Linked DNA regions of Astyanax mexicanus: region 1 is linked to region 2. A link is a contact called in public Hi-C data. All regions are on one chromosome and are shown on one strand. Each heading gives the region's core, a stretch centred on a gene start, on an enhancer-like site or on the middle of the called end of the contact. The rest is flanking DNA. Distances are from core to core; before and after follow the strand shown. Region 1 holds the start of wdr5 (WD repeat domain 5). Region 2 holds the start of gsna (gelsolin a).

Region 1 (7,526 bases), core at 3,356-5,855, 340 kb after region 2:
TAATTAATTAATATACGTACTGATCCAGATACAATGAGATTGGACTGGGGGTTGAAGTTGCAGCAGAATACATAGTTGCTGTGACCCTTCAAGGTTTTTAAACACTTTCCCTGAAAAAAGAAAGTCGTCGCAGTTAATAAACCATCCAGAATTATAATACTCAGAACCCTTTGTAACCATTCTTGCTTTTAATAAACACGTTATATAAACAAAAAAACATGTTTATACGACTGCTAGAAACTTAGTAGTCGACTAAACTGTAGATAATTTTTTTCTTCCCATTTTTTCCCCAGTTTATCTGGCCAATTGTCTTGCTGACTCAGCTGCTACTCAGTTGTATATCTCTTATCACTAGTGATGCCTCAACACAAGGATGATAAAGACTAGCACATGCCTCCTCCGATACATGTGAAGTCAGACTCCGCCTCTTTTTGAACTGTTGCTGATGCAGCATTGCTGAGTAGCTTCACAGCGCTTACGCTCGAAGAAAAGCGCAACGACTCGGTTCTGATACATCAGCTCACAGACACAGCCTTGTGCTGATCCACATCACCCTAAAAGTGATGAGGGGAAAGAGCACCATCTACTGTACCCACCCAGAGAGAGCAAGGACAATTGAGCTCTCTCGGGGCTCTGGCAGCTGATGGCAAGCTGAATGACCGGGTTTCGATATCCAGCTTAAAGCCTGTCTAAAAGCGACCCTTCAAAAGCTTAAACTAGCTGAGTATCTAAGGGTGCCACAACATAGAACATGTTCATTTTGAATGTATTGCAATTAATTTTTTTTGTGGTCGTGTTAAATATTAGAGTAGTTTAAAATATTTAAAAAAAACTCTCCTATGACCTTTAAATTTTTCTGTGACCCAGACATTGAGTTACAGAGGCAATATAAGAGCGCAGTACAAAGGGAAATATTAAATAAAATAAATAAATACTGATCAATAAACGAATAACAAAAAATAAAAGTAACATAAAATCTGTTAACATATACAAAAAATGTCCAAAAAATAACATCTGGCATCTGCAGTTACTTACAGAGCTCACATCCCAGATCTTTAAGGTCTTGTCATCAGATGCAGAGACGAGAAGGTTGGAGTCAGAGGACCAGGCTACATCAGAGATGCCCTGCAGGAGACAATGATAAGACTAGATAAGCCCAGAGTAACTGGTACAATGGCAAACCATGATAATAGGTTTATGGTGTCATTAAAGAAGCTTCTTTTCACTGAACTTACAAGTTTATGCCCAGATATTGTCTTCTCAAACTTCCCGTCATATGCACCCCATATTTTGATTAGTTTGTCAGCAGCTGGAAAACAAATTCAGGTAAGATGAATATAAGAAACATCCCTGGAAACATTAAATAATCAATAACAGCTTTCATGCTTAACCCTATCGATCTTATCGCATCGTCTTTAGTCAAAGATAATCCACCACCATATTTAATAGCAGAGAGAACACCATATATTATCTATTTTTTCAGCTTGGAATTAATGACTTGACTAATAAATTGACTTTATTGAGTAAGACCAGAATCAGACACAGTAAAACATCAGCTTTGTCCAAACTTCTATGAAAGCTGTACACCATCAGAGTATAAAGATTGTCTTCAGGACATTTTTGACCCTTAGGAGTGGGATATTAGGAATGTTAGGAAAACATGCTCTGGACAAGCGTTGCAATGGAGTGCATGTAAAGTTAGGAAGTTTCTAAATATTGCATAAACTATTGTGTAGCAAGACTTTATCTTGAGTTTTTTTTGTCATTACTTTAAAAAAACAGTAGAAATGGTAAATTATATATATATATATATATATATATATATATATATATATATATATATATATATATATATATATATATATATATATATATATATTTATATGTACATTCATAAAAAAATTAGTTGGAATCCCAAACAGATGCATATTCTATAAATAAATTTAAAAAAATAGCTTAGTTTTCCTTTTTTTATTGATTATTTTCATAATGTTGTACTGGGATGCTGTCCAAAACTACTCACATGAGCTAGCCAGCCATTCTCCACTTGGACTGAACTTGACAGATGAGACGGCTTTTGTGTGGCCAGCTAATGTGAATTTCAAGGTGTAGTTTGGCTTCACTGGTGCCGACTAAAAGAGAAAAGATTAAAACAGATATAAGAGAACAGTAATGTACAGCCAACCATGAGATTTTGGAGGGTGACGGAAGGGTTTTACCCAAAATAAACACATAACAAAACTCTGGCTCCTCACCTTGCTCTGGCTGGCAGATGCAGCTGAGGACGTCTGTGTTTTAGTAGCTTCAGTTTCTGGTTTCTTCTCCTCCGTTGCCATAATGACAATGTCTCAGGAAACAGATTAGAGAATGCAGGCTCCACCTCCGCCAGACTACAATACAAAAAACAATCCAACAGAAACATTTAAATAATGTTCACATACAGGAGCTAGGAATAAAGAAAGAAGAGAACTGTGTTCACTGGTTGGTTGATGGTTTATCTATGTAACAATCACAATAAAACACAACTTTTTGTATTTTTTAAAGTATAACAGAGATTCAACTACTACAGTTCGGTTCTTATGGACTAATGGAATAAAAATGCAGCTCACAATATCCAAAAATAAGCATTATTACAATAACCTGATTGTCTTAGATCATTGCGAACATCACCAAGAGCATTAACAATGAGGAGGTAGAATAGAGTATAATAGAGTATAATAATAATAATAATAATAATAATAATAATAATAATAATAATAATAATGTAGTAGAATAATGTAGTAGAATAATGTAAATCTAAATTGCCTTAATCTAAATGTATCCAGTGGTTATACATGACAGCACTATACCTCAGGTATCTTTTTATAAGTATCTGGGTGTCTACACTGAGAGTACATTAGAGTGGTCAACCCATAAAGCAATTTTTGAGGAGTCTGTTCTTAAGTTAGCAAAGCGAATTACTTTTGATCCTGACCATGTTTTTTTTTCTCCAGAGTATCAGCTCCTCCATTTTTGTATCTGCTTCTATCACATTTCTTAACGCTAACAGATGATTTATTTTTACTTGTTTAATGATTTTTTATGTTCATTGTATTGTACTGTTTTATACTGCATCATGTCTGTGAAAAGGCAAACGTGATTGTATTGTCAAAATAGCAGGATGCAATTTTGGGTGGCCCAAAAAATATTCCCTGGGGGACAAGAGAGTAAAGTAGAGTAGAGTAGAGTAATAATAATAATAATAATAATAATAATAATAATAATAATAATAATAATAATAGTGTAGAATAACGTAATAAATATGTAATAGAATAGAGTAATAATAATAATGTAGTAGAAAATAGTAATACAGATGCAGCAGAATAGAGTAATAATAATAATAATAATAATAATAATAATAATAATAATAATAATAATAATAATAATAATAAGTTTAGTAGAAAGTAATAGTAATGTGGAATAGAGTAATAAATATGTAATAGAACAGAGTAATTATAATAATGCAGAGGTTAAAAATTATAATACTAATAATAATAATACTACTACTAATAATAATAATAATAATAAAAGTAATATTGTAGTAGAATACAGTATTAATAATAATGTAGTAGAATATAGTAATAATAATGTAGTAGAATAGAGTACCGTTAATAATTATATATATGCAGTAGAATATATTGTTATGTAGTAGAATAGAGTAATAATAATAATGTAGAATAGAGTAATAATAATAATATTAATAATAATGTAGAATAAAATACTGCAGTAGAATAGAATAATTATAATTATAATTATAATAACAAAGTTTTTTTCGGACAGAAACTAAAACTTCATAAAAATCTATTATTTTCAGTAGTTAAAGGTTAATTCACACACATCCTGAGAGGCAATGTTTATGTACCTAGTCAGCCAAGTAATCAAAATATCAGTCATTCATCATTAAGAATAAATTATATAAATGATTAGGTATACATGTAGCTCCATACATTTGTTAGTTATAAGGCACACATTTATATATATATATATATAAAAAATAAATTAATAAATATTAGTAACAGGTTAGTTAGCTATAAGCTAACGCTAGCTCGTTAGCTGCAGGAGGCCCAGCTAAGGATCGAGTCTGCGCTATAGGAAAGAAAGCTGGAGGCTAAGCTAAGCTAGTAAGCTAGGCTATCTGCTAACACATTAGCGGGCTGGCTAACGCTACAGAGAGCCAATACTAATATATTTAATACAGATTAAAATATCTGTAGCGCAGAATGAATATAATCTGATTTATGCGGCGCTGTTCACGGCCTGGTTACCCTCGCTGTTTGGTCCGTTCTCAGATCAGATCTGCTGAATTCAGTCAGGGTATGTTTAGCTCCTTTCTCTGCACATGCAGCTCCGCTCTCCCCCCATTCAAACCCTCGCACTGCACTCACCGGCGCTCTCCGATCCCCGGCGAGGACTTAAATAAACCCGTAAAGGATCCGAGAAGCTCGTCCCGCTGGTTTTAAAGCCTCAGCAGAGGAGAAACACCGCGTTTCGTGTTTACATTGACTGAGCTGGGTCTGATGGAGGAGCTGCGGCTCAGGCGGGGAAATGTGGCATCATGGAGAGAACAGCGCCGCGGCGGAGAGACCGGGAACTACAGCAACGGCAAGCCTGCAGGGACCATTCCAGAGAGAAGACCCCAATGATTAACATTGACACAACGTTGTCTACTGTGCTGTTTCTCAATCTGCACTGTCTGCAGTAGCTAGTAAAATAAAATATTCAGAAAAACGAGCCAATCAGGAAAAGCATCTTGTCTACATCAACCTGTGAATTAGTATTTCATGGCCTCTGTTATTTGTGCAAAGTAAATCAGAAATCAGAGTAAAGGAACAAATGGTTAGAATTTGTCTAAAGAACACCACAGCGAATGATAACAATCGTGATACATCGTCATATGATATTATGGCAAAAGCCAGCCACACAAACTAATTATTAAGTAACATTATTATTGTGAAATCACAGACTGGACTGAGGTACTTTTGCGGTAGAAATTAGTAAAGGCTTTCATTTGTAGGGCTAAACTTAGGTACAGAATGGCAAGACAAAAGTCACAGTAAACAGACAAAATAGATCAAATATAAAATAGGCAAAATGGAACAATGGTGCTTAGTATACTGCCAAAAAATGGATAATACTTAATGAAAGGAAATATTGCAATATGTTATTATGACTACTTATATAATTCCATACTTCCCAAAATTACATGCACAACATAATCTCTATTTAGAAATGATTTATTCTTTCACAGAAAATCCTTACTTTTTACATTGTCACACCTTTGTGCTTATGTAACATAATATATTGTTATTAATACCTTATCCTTATTAATAATAATTGAGAGATCTATACACAATATAGTTCTCTTATTATATCACTTTCCCAACATGAACTACAACAGATCGGAGCAGTGTGAAGCATGCGACAGAGCGCATGCGCAGCGCGCTTCTCGTCCCCACATCTGCTTCTGCTACCTCCAAATAAGAGCAGCGGCGCGGAGCAGCACCAGCTAGCGGCCCTCGAGAGCCCCGACAACAGTAATATATACACTCTTTTCTTTATTTCTAAAGAGGTTACACACTAATAGTAGCCGCGGCTGTGCGGGGGTGTCAGTGCTTTATATCTCGGCCATGGGTTTGAGGCTGTGTGCGCTGTAATGTGAGCTTATTTAGTTAGCTGTTTATCTGCGAGTTGCTGAGTACTAGCCTAGCATTGTTTTCAACAAAGCTCTCCGTCTGCTGCAGACAATACGAGCCCAGCGCCCGACCCCGCTTCACCTACAGCGGGCTGGATTCACCGCGGAACCCGCTCGCGCATCAATTTAAATCTTCTCTTTGGGCTAATTGTGCTTTTATATTGGTGTAGGTTTTGTTAGACTCATATTTTGACAGATTTTGTGCTGAAATGGGCTGCGTTTGATTAGCATTTTAGCGTAACTAGCTTAGCTGCGCTAGCTAAAAGTGCCCGCCATCTTTTTGATGGATGCTGCGTTAGCATTAGCTGGGATGCTAAGCTAAAGTACGCTAAGCTAACGCGAATCCCATTAAATGTATGGTAAGGCTAGGCTAAGCTAACCTAATGTTTATTTCCCTCCATTAGCAAGGATAATTAGCTAGCTAGCTGTGGATACGCCTTACTTTCACAACAGCTGTTGTTACTTAGTGTAGTTTATTATATATCTAGCTATTTACCCAATGTGTGTGCTAGTAAATTAATTTAGTTAACCTAATTTTCCTTTTTATCAGTGCCTAAGACATTCAGCTGGCTGCCTGTATTAGCTAACGCTAGCTAATTGTGGTAATGTAACTTAGCTAGCTACGCTAGCTGTCTACGCTTATTTTGTGGCTAGCTATCTGCTGCTCTTTCTGTTCAAAACAGTTAATAGTTAGTTAGCTACTCAACTAGCTAGATAAATGTAATATTTTAATAAAACTGGCTCTCCTCTCTTGTCCTAAAATGTTAATACTTTTCAGTCAGCCCAGTCTGGAGGTTTGAGAATGAATGAAGAGTGTGAGCAGTGGGTCGTATTGGGGCAGTAGGGCAGCTAGCTTTAGCTTAGCTTAGCTAGCGCCTGTTTACGCGGGAGGTCAGCCTGAGCCCTGGGGTCACAGTTATCAGTCATACGTGGACTTAAACTATAGCTACGTTTACGAACTTTGTTACATCTCAAATACACTTATGATAACCTTTTATGTATGAAAGTTGGATCTTTTTATATGTTTAACATTATCATTATTACCTACAGACGCATGGGCAGGGGGTGTGTTTTGGCTGAGTGTAGTTAGAAGTGCAGTGCACTGATTTCCCACCTTTTTCTAGGTAACATTAGTTTAAGCCAGAGAAGCTGTCAGTGTGTTTCTATGTTTCTGTTAAAGCTGGGAGGTTAATCAGGCTAATGTGTTTAATGTGATTTTCAAAATGGTGAAATCAAGATTGTGCATCTTTACATATAGAAGCTTTTCTGTTAGAAAACTGTAAAGAACTCTCGTATGTGGCAGGGCATTTCATAGATTAATGTTACACTTTTCTTTAACTAAAATACAATGAGGTTTGCAGCATTTATTTACTTAAGAATATCAAGTTTTTTTGTAAATATAGATCAGCCTTAATACCATTAATTTAATCAATCACACCCTATATTTAAGCTGGTTGATATGGTTTATTGCTATTTTATTTATTTATGTTAATACAAAAATATACAACACAAAATTAGCTAAGAATGTCCACAAAGGATGACTTATTCTAGGGCTGGGTGATAATGTATATATAAAAAAAGTTTGATACAAAACTCTCTAGTTTCTTATTATATGAGTGAGTGTTTTACCTCTTACGTTTTTGAATTAAGGAACATTTTATTGTTTAACTGGCATAAAAATACACTTTGGAAACCGTTATGGTTTGATGCCAGTATGTAGTAAGTGGTTAATGGGAAATATTGTGTTGTGTTAGGTTGCTTAAATGCATGCTGTTATGAGTATATAACTTAGTGT
Region 2 (6,963 bases), core at 3,450-5,949:
AATGAGAAAAGTGTGAATTTTTATTTTGCTAAAAACAGCAACAAAAAAAAAGTAGTGGTGGCTGATATTTCAGGGTATAATATTAATCACGATATATTTTAAAATGTTGGCAATATTATTGCATTTCATACGATATGTCACATCCCTACTCTACTGTCCAGACACCAGACTCTGGTCCCTTGATTTCCAAATGAAATGCAAAATTTACTGATGATCAGTGATGGTTTGGAGAGACATGTCATCTGCTGGTGTTGCTCCACTGTGTTTTATTATCGAGTCTAAAGTCAGTGCAGTTTTGTTTTCCCACAAAATCTTACAGCACTTCATGCTTCCCTCTGCTACTGACAACTTTTATGGAGATGAGGATTTCATTTTCCAGCAGGACTTGGCACACTTGGCAATATTAACATTTCTGAGACACTGATTTTTGTGTTTTCATTGGCTGTAAGCCAAGATCATCAACAATAAAATAAATACATGCCTTAAATAGACCACTCTGTGTGTAATACATATATATAATATATGAGTTTCACATTTTAAACTAAATTTCTAAATTACTGAAATACTGTATCTGTGTCGGCAAAGGGTGCAACTTAAAGTATCTTAATGCATTCAACAGAAATGGAAATGTCTGACGACAAACATTTGGCAATAGATTGTAAATTATAGTTCATGTATTAAATTAGTTTGCATGAACACCACTAAAATGAGACACAAGCCCTATGTGTAATCTGTGCGTCATGCATGAGTGTACAGTTTTCTGCTTCTTCATCTCTGCAGCGACTTTACGTTTTCAGGAAGTTACTACAAATTAAAATACCAAGCATTTCCTCTTGTGGTATATTTAGCACAATGGCAGTGTTTGGCAGTTGTTTGGCCCATGTGTTTCTGTGGTGATGGAGGGTATCTATAGATGAATGGTTGCCTAGTGATCAAAACAGGAAGTTTTCCGAACATATGACACTGTTTCATGCAGACGTAAATGCACTATGTTAAAACAGACCAGATTACAGACAGCATGTAGGAGAAGCTTTAAGTAAGTAAGTTGGAGATGTGTGAAGCCTGTGGGCCATGTATCCTGTATTCACAGCACTCCTTTATGCACTGAATAGTATTGATTTACCATGTTTGAAAAGGCGATTTAAAATGTGAGCAATGACGTAAATGATAAGGATATGTGATTAAATAAATAGGATATATTTTAAATATGTTCCATAAACTCTATAAACAAACCTAAAATACTCAATGTTTAAGTATTCAAAGATATATTTCTCAAAATTTCTATTGCACAAGTTTAATATCAATTTACTATATGTTACTCCTGAAGCGATTATAGGCATTACAGTATTTAAATCAGCCACAATTCCCTTATTTCCCCAGTTAACAAATACATTCAAATCATCCTTGAAGCTACAATATTTATAATTGTAAAAGGGCTGTAGTTATGGCTCTATTTTACTAGGATGCTTGTGTTTTAGCCACTGATTCTGCCCAATGCCCATTCCCCAGGCTTATTTCCTCCCTCCAGGTTGCCAGGTATGGAACGCAATAGCCCTGTATCGTTATAAGTATATTTTGTTCTATTGCACAAGTTACATACAAGTTTAATATCAATTTACTACTGTACGTTATTCCGGAAGCCATTAGCGTATTTACAGTATTTACAGCATTTAAATCAGCTACAATTCCCTTCTTTCTCCAGTTAACAAATACATTAAAATCATCTATCAAGCCACAGTATTCATATATTTAAAAGGGCTGTAGTTACTGCTCTATTTTACTGGGATAAAAACACTCATTCAGTAGAACCGGCAGCAGGAGGTGTTCTGATTTCTCTTGCCATCAGTGCTTCAGCCAGCATGTTCTTTTGCTTGTGTTTTAGCCTTTGATTCTGCCCAATGCCCATCCACCAGTCCTATTTCCACACCCCAGGTTGCCAGGTATGGAACACAATAGCCCTGTGTCCTGATAAGTATTGCATCATCTCACACAGTGTATCTCACCCTATGTATACACAAACACAAGCACACACAGTATGATAAGAATCCATCTTCCTGCTACGTCATACTCAACAACAATACACCACTGCAACCCTCGTAACTGGATACCCCTGTTGAGGGATGAGGTAAGTAATGGAATATTATTGGCTACTGTACTTTACCAGAACTACATGCTGGAGGCTGTAGTATTCATTCAACATTTTTACTCATATATTGTGTTTGCTTTCTTTTCATTATATTGTATATCTGAAATAATAATGTAAGTATCATGTCCACATGTCCTGACAGGACTACAATAATGAACACATACTGTATCTATATGTCTATTTTAATGCTACAAATCATAATAATGACCACGCTGAATATGGTTTACTCAGTATTTTCTTACCACGCCATCACCTTTTTTTTTTTTAGGTGTGCCTGGCATGCATGTACACACATCACTCCTATTGTAGGCCTGTTAGCATTTTTAATATTGGCTATTCTGTATAATTGCTAACATTTATATATAATAGATTTTATATATATTTATACATCATACAGTCATGAGTAAATACACAGTTGAATGTGTTCTGACTAAAGACAGCTGCCCTTCACATTACCACACCATATATGGCTGTGCTGAGCCAAAGTGGGCCAGCACTGAGACTCTTCTGCAAATGCAAACAAAGCAGAATATCACCAGTTAATATGCAAATGTGAGTCTCTGGCATGTAAAAGTAGCTGAGGTGAACACTGGTCTTCACTTATAGGAAGTTTGGCATAAGCAGTTATTAAGTCTGGGAGGGGCGAGGAGGTACTTTTGGTAGGTGATACACTGTAGGTCTTACATAAGGTTTTTCCTTTAATAAATTCAATTGAATTCAATAATAATTGATGTATTTAAGTTTTCTCATGTTTCCTTTATCTGATATCATTTTTAGCATGAGGATGTAAAACCATTTAGTGCGACAAATTTGCAAAAAAAAAAAAAGGAACAGCATTGTAGTTTTATTGCAACTGACTGATTAAATGTGTTAAATCTAGGCCAATATAGGGCCCACATTTCAGTCGCTACAATATATTTTCTGTATCCATTTGAACTACAGATATCTATAACTACAAGCTTATGAAAAACAAAACAAACCAGAATATGTTTTATATTTTAGATACTTTAAATTAGCATTATTTTGCTTAGATGACAGTTTTGCACATCTTGTTCTTCTTCTCAGTCAGCTTTATGAGGTAGAGTCACCTGGAATTCAGGCTTTCAGTTAACAGCTGTGCTGAACTCATCAAGAGTTAATTACTTGAATTTCTTGTCTCTTAACGTGTTTGAGAGCATCAGTTGTAAAGTTATGAAGAGTTAGAGTTGTTATACAGTGAAAAACATTAAATATGAGTTTAACACTTTTAAAACTTTTGTGTTTGTTAAAAAATGTGTGTTTCTTCACAGATTTGAACTATTTAATAAAATTTTGATACTCTACATACTGTATAGTAGTGCGTCTTAAAAATGAAATGGCTCTCCAAACCATCACTGATTGGTGGAAACTTCACACTAGACCTCGAGCAGTTTGGACTGTGTGTCTCTCCACTCTTCCTCCAGACTCTGCTCCTTTGATTTACAAATGAAATGTAAAATTTACTGATGATCAGTGATGGTTTGTTTGGAGAGACATGTCATCTGCTGGTGTTGATCCACTGTGTTTCATTATCAAGTCCAAAATCTTACCGCACTTCATGCTTCCCTCTGCTGACAACTTTTATGGAGATGCGGATTTCATTTTCCAGCAGGACTTGGCACAACGCCCACACTGCCAAAAGTATCAATTGGTCTTACATAAAATGTTCTAATTTTCTGAATTTTGAGACACAGATTTTTTGGGGTTTTCATTTGCTGTAATCATAATCATCAACCATAAAAGACATAAACGCTTAAAACAGATCACTCTGTGTTTAAAAACATCTATATCACATATTTAACTGACCTATTAATAGTCTATACTGATTTGTACAGCTTTAAGATCTTGAGTGAGTGAGTGAATGAATGCATGCCTGTGTTTTTACTGAGACATTGCTATTCACATTAATCACACCATATATGGCTTTGTTGAGCAAAAGGACAGTGGAAACGAGTTTTACTGGAAAAGAAAAGCTGCTGCAAATACAAACAAGGCTGGATTTCAAAGCCTGATATGCAAAACAAGTCTTATGCAAAGTCTTTGTTTGGCACATACTCATACATACAAGTAATCAGACTTATATCTATAAAAAGAAACAAGAAGCAACACCAATTAAGTTGTCATGCAGTGTGATTATAGCACACTCACCTAAATACAGATCTGGCTATTATTATCATCATTATTATAAACTGCAGGATAGTGCTGGATGATTACTCAGCTTTCACACTTGATACAGATAAATGATAAAGTGTTAGTAGTGAAATACAGTCTGAGAGGAGAGTCTGTGGGCAGATAAGCTCTCTTACCTCCTGCTGGCTGGCTGGTTTAGACAGGGCCTGCTGCTGCTGCTGCTGGAGGAGGTTGAGCCACGCTGGAAGGAGGATCAGGGGGTTTAAACTGCAGGCTGCAGGCTGGAGGCTGGAGTCCTGAGTCCGGGCAAGGCAACACCCCTGTGAGTCAGTGAGAGAGAGAGAGCGGTGGTTAAAAACAGGGAGAATCCGGGCCTGCCCTGTCCTGTCTACCACTCCCCCTCTCTCTCCATACACACACGCGCACAGCAGGGGCGAGGCCAATCTCTGCGCTCTACCGCGCATGCGCACAGTGCCTCACCGCTGCCTTCACTTACAGTAATGTTAAAAGCAGCAGGGTGTGTTTACAAATAAAACTATATATAGTCTAGTTTATTTAACCTAAATCAGTTAAATAAACAGTACGAGACCAAAGTTTGGACACACCTCTTCTCATTCAATATTTTTCTTTATTGTTTTAATAAATGTGTCTTTTACATTGTAGATTGTAGAATATAGACCAAAATAAAAAATAAAAAAATTAAAAAGGGGGGTTGTCCTTCACAATCCCCTGATCTAAACCTGATCAATTAAGATGGTGATTGGGCTGTATGGGAAGCCCATTTCCGCCACCTAAAAAAAAAATCTTATTATTTTGAAGTACTAATTCATTATTTAGAGGTAGTAAACCATTATTTTGAGATATAAAATATAAATAGCCATTATTCTTTTATGTATATATACGTATGTATATATATATATATATATATATATATATATATATATATATATATATACATACGTATATATATAGTGAGAGAAAAAGAGAGAGAGAGAGAGAGAGAGAGAGAGAGATTTTATTTTATTATTATTTTTTTTAATAGTGGGAATGAGCTTCCATAGGGATGAGCTGGAGCTTCACAGCGTGAAGGGAAAGCAGCAACTATTGTTCAGCACCTCCAGGAACTCCTTCCTTCAAGACGCTGAGAAAACTATTCCAGGTGACTCTCCCTCATGAAGACACTGAGAATTTTATAAAGTATGAAACATATTCTGGTTTATTTAACACTTTTTGTTTATCTTTAGTATTAAATTTAGAATGTAAAAAAAAGAAAAAAAAAATGATTAACTAAATCAGCTCTATACATTTCTAGAAACATTACGTTTGATACATTTTCAGATGAAAAAATCAGATCCATTCATTTTCTGATCGAAAACAATTCAGATCCATAAAGTAAAAAAAAAAATCAGATTATTTCTCAAACCTCAAAAAATTCTGAGCCATAAATCTTTGGATAAAAAAATAAAACATACTGATTAAAAAGAGGCGTGTCCAAACATTTGACTGGTTTTTAAAAAGCTCAAGGGGTGGATTTGGCGCCATCTACTGTTCATTTTGATAAAGTGAGGTTTATTTATGAATCATAGAATAAAAACTAAATAAATTTGTGTAATAATGTTTATATCGTTTGAAAGCCTGTTAATTTCTCTTTTAAATAGAACCACATATGTAATGAACGTATATTCGTATGAGAAGCATTAGAGCTGAGCATGTTGAAAAAAGCCAAATCTTCTCTGCCAAACAGCTTATTTGAGTATTTTGCTGCTGCTATTAACACTTGTTTTAAGCTTCTGGTTCCCCCAGGTCCTGATTGGCACCTGATTGGCAGCACCTGTGATCACGAGCCCTGCTACAGTCCTGAGTCTGGGCAAATATTCATTCCACAAATGCATTTTCCTTACAAATGTGTCTCCATTAAAAAAAATGTACAGGCTTTCCAACAGAGGTTTATTGATAGGACGAATTATGACTATTAAGAATGTAAAGTTTAGCAGAAACATAAACTATTAAAAATAAACACCAGGCCAAAATCTAGCGATGCTTAAAAGCTAACAAAATATCTGCATTTTTTATATTTATATTAAATGTGTCTTACTTTTAATAAACTCGAAATATTCAGTAGTTTAATACATAAACTTAAAAAAAATGATCCATATCTTTCTAGATGAAAAAAAAAACGTTTAATACATTGTAAGATAAAAGCAAAATTAGATCTATACATTTCTAAGTTTAAAACAATTTAAATCCGTAAATCAGTATCATAAATTTCAGATTAAAAAAAAAAAAATGATCCATAAGATTTAGATAAAAAAGAAAACAAATTTACAAATTTTCACAGAAAAAAAAATCAGATTAGAACGTTTAGGAATAAAAAAAAAATACAGATCCATACATTTCTTGATTTAATATGTTTTTTTAGTCAGATTTATAAAGTTTAAAATAAAAAATCATCTTCATAGATTTTTAGATTTTAAAAATCAGGTTTATCAAAACAAAAATATGATTAATACATTTTTAGATTTAATATTAAAACAATCCAGATACATATATGTTCTGATTTAAAAAAAAAAAAAAACTGATCCACAAATTGTCACAAAAAATGTCAAAATGTATGGATCTGAAGTGTCCTAATCTAGAAATATTCTTAAATATAAAGTTCATAAATTACA

What was found. A called contact is a pair of places that touch in the nucleus more often than the background predicts.
Region 1: a contact with region 2 is called in a Hi-C map of muscle, with 7 times the contacts expected there. The contact joins the promoter of wdr5 here to the promoter of gsna in region 2. A contact is called at or near these places in 2 of 3 Hi-C or Micro-C datasets (both in muscle).

Annotation. Positions count from the first base shown.
Region 1 is chr17:44,523,151-44,530,676 of AstMex3_surface, forward strand. It overlaps wdr5 (WD repeat domain 5), which reads right to left and starts at 4,606. Exons shown (of 14, transcript XM_007253952.4): 1 at 4,425-4,606; 2 at 2,256-2,390; 3 at 2,024-2,132; 4 at 1,236-1,309; 5 at 1,036-1,125; 6 at 21-110. The coding sequence starts at 2,336. It overlaps brd3a (bromodomain containing 3a), which reads left to right and starts at 5,474. Exons shown (of 11, transcript XM_007253951.4): 1 at 5,474-5,573.
Region 2 is chr17:44,186,033-44,192,995 of AstMex3_surface, forward strand. gsna (gelsolin a) reads right to left here and starts at 4,700. Exons shown (of 17, transcript XM_022676560.2): 1 at 4,471-4,700.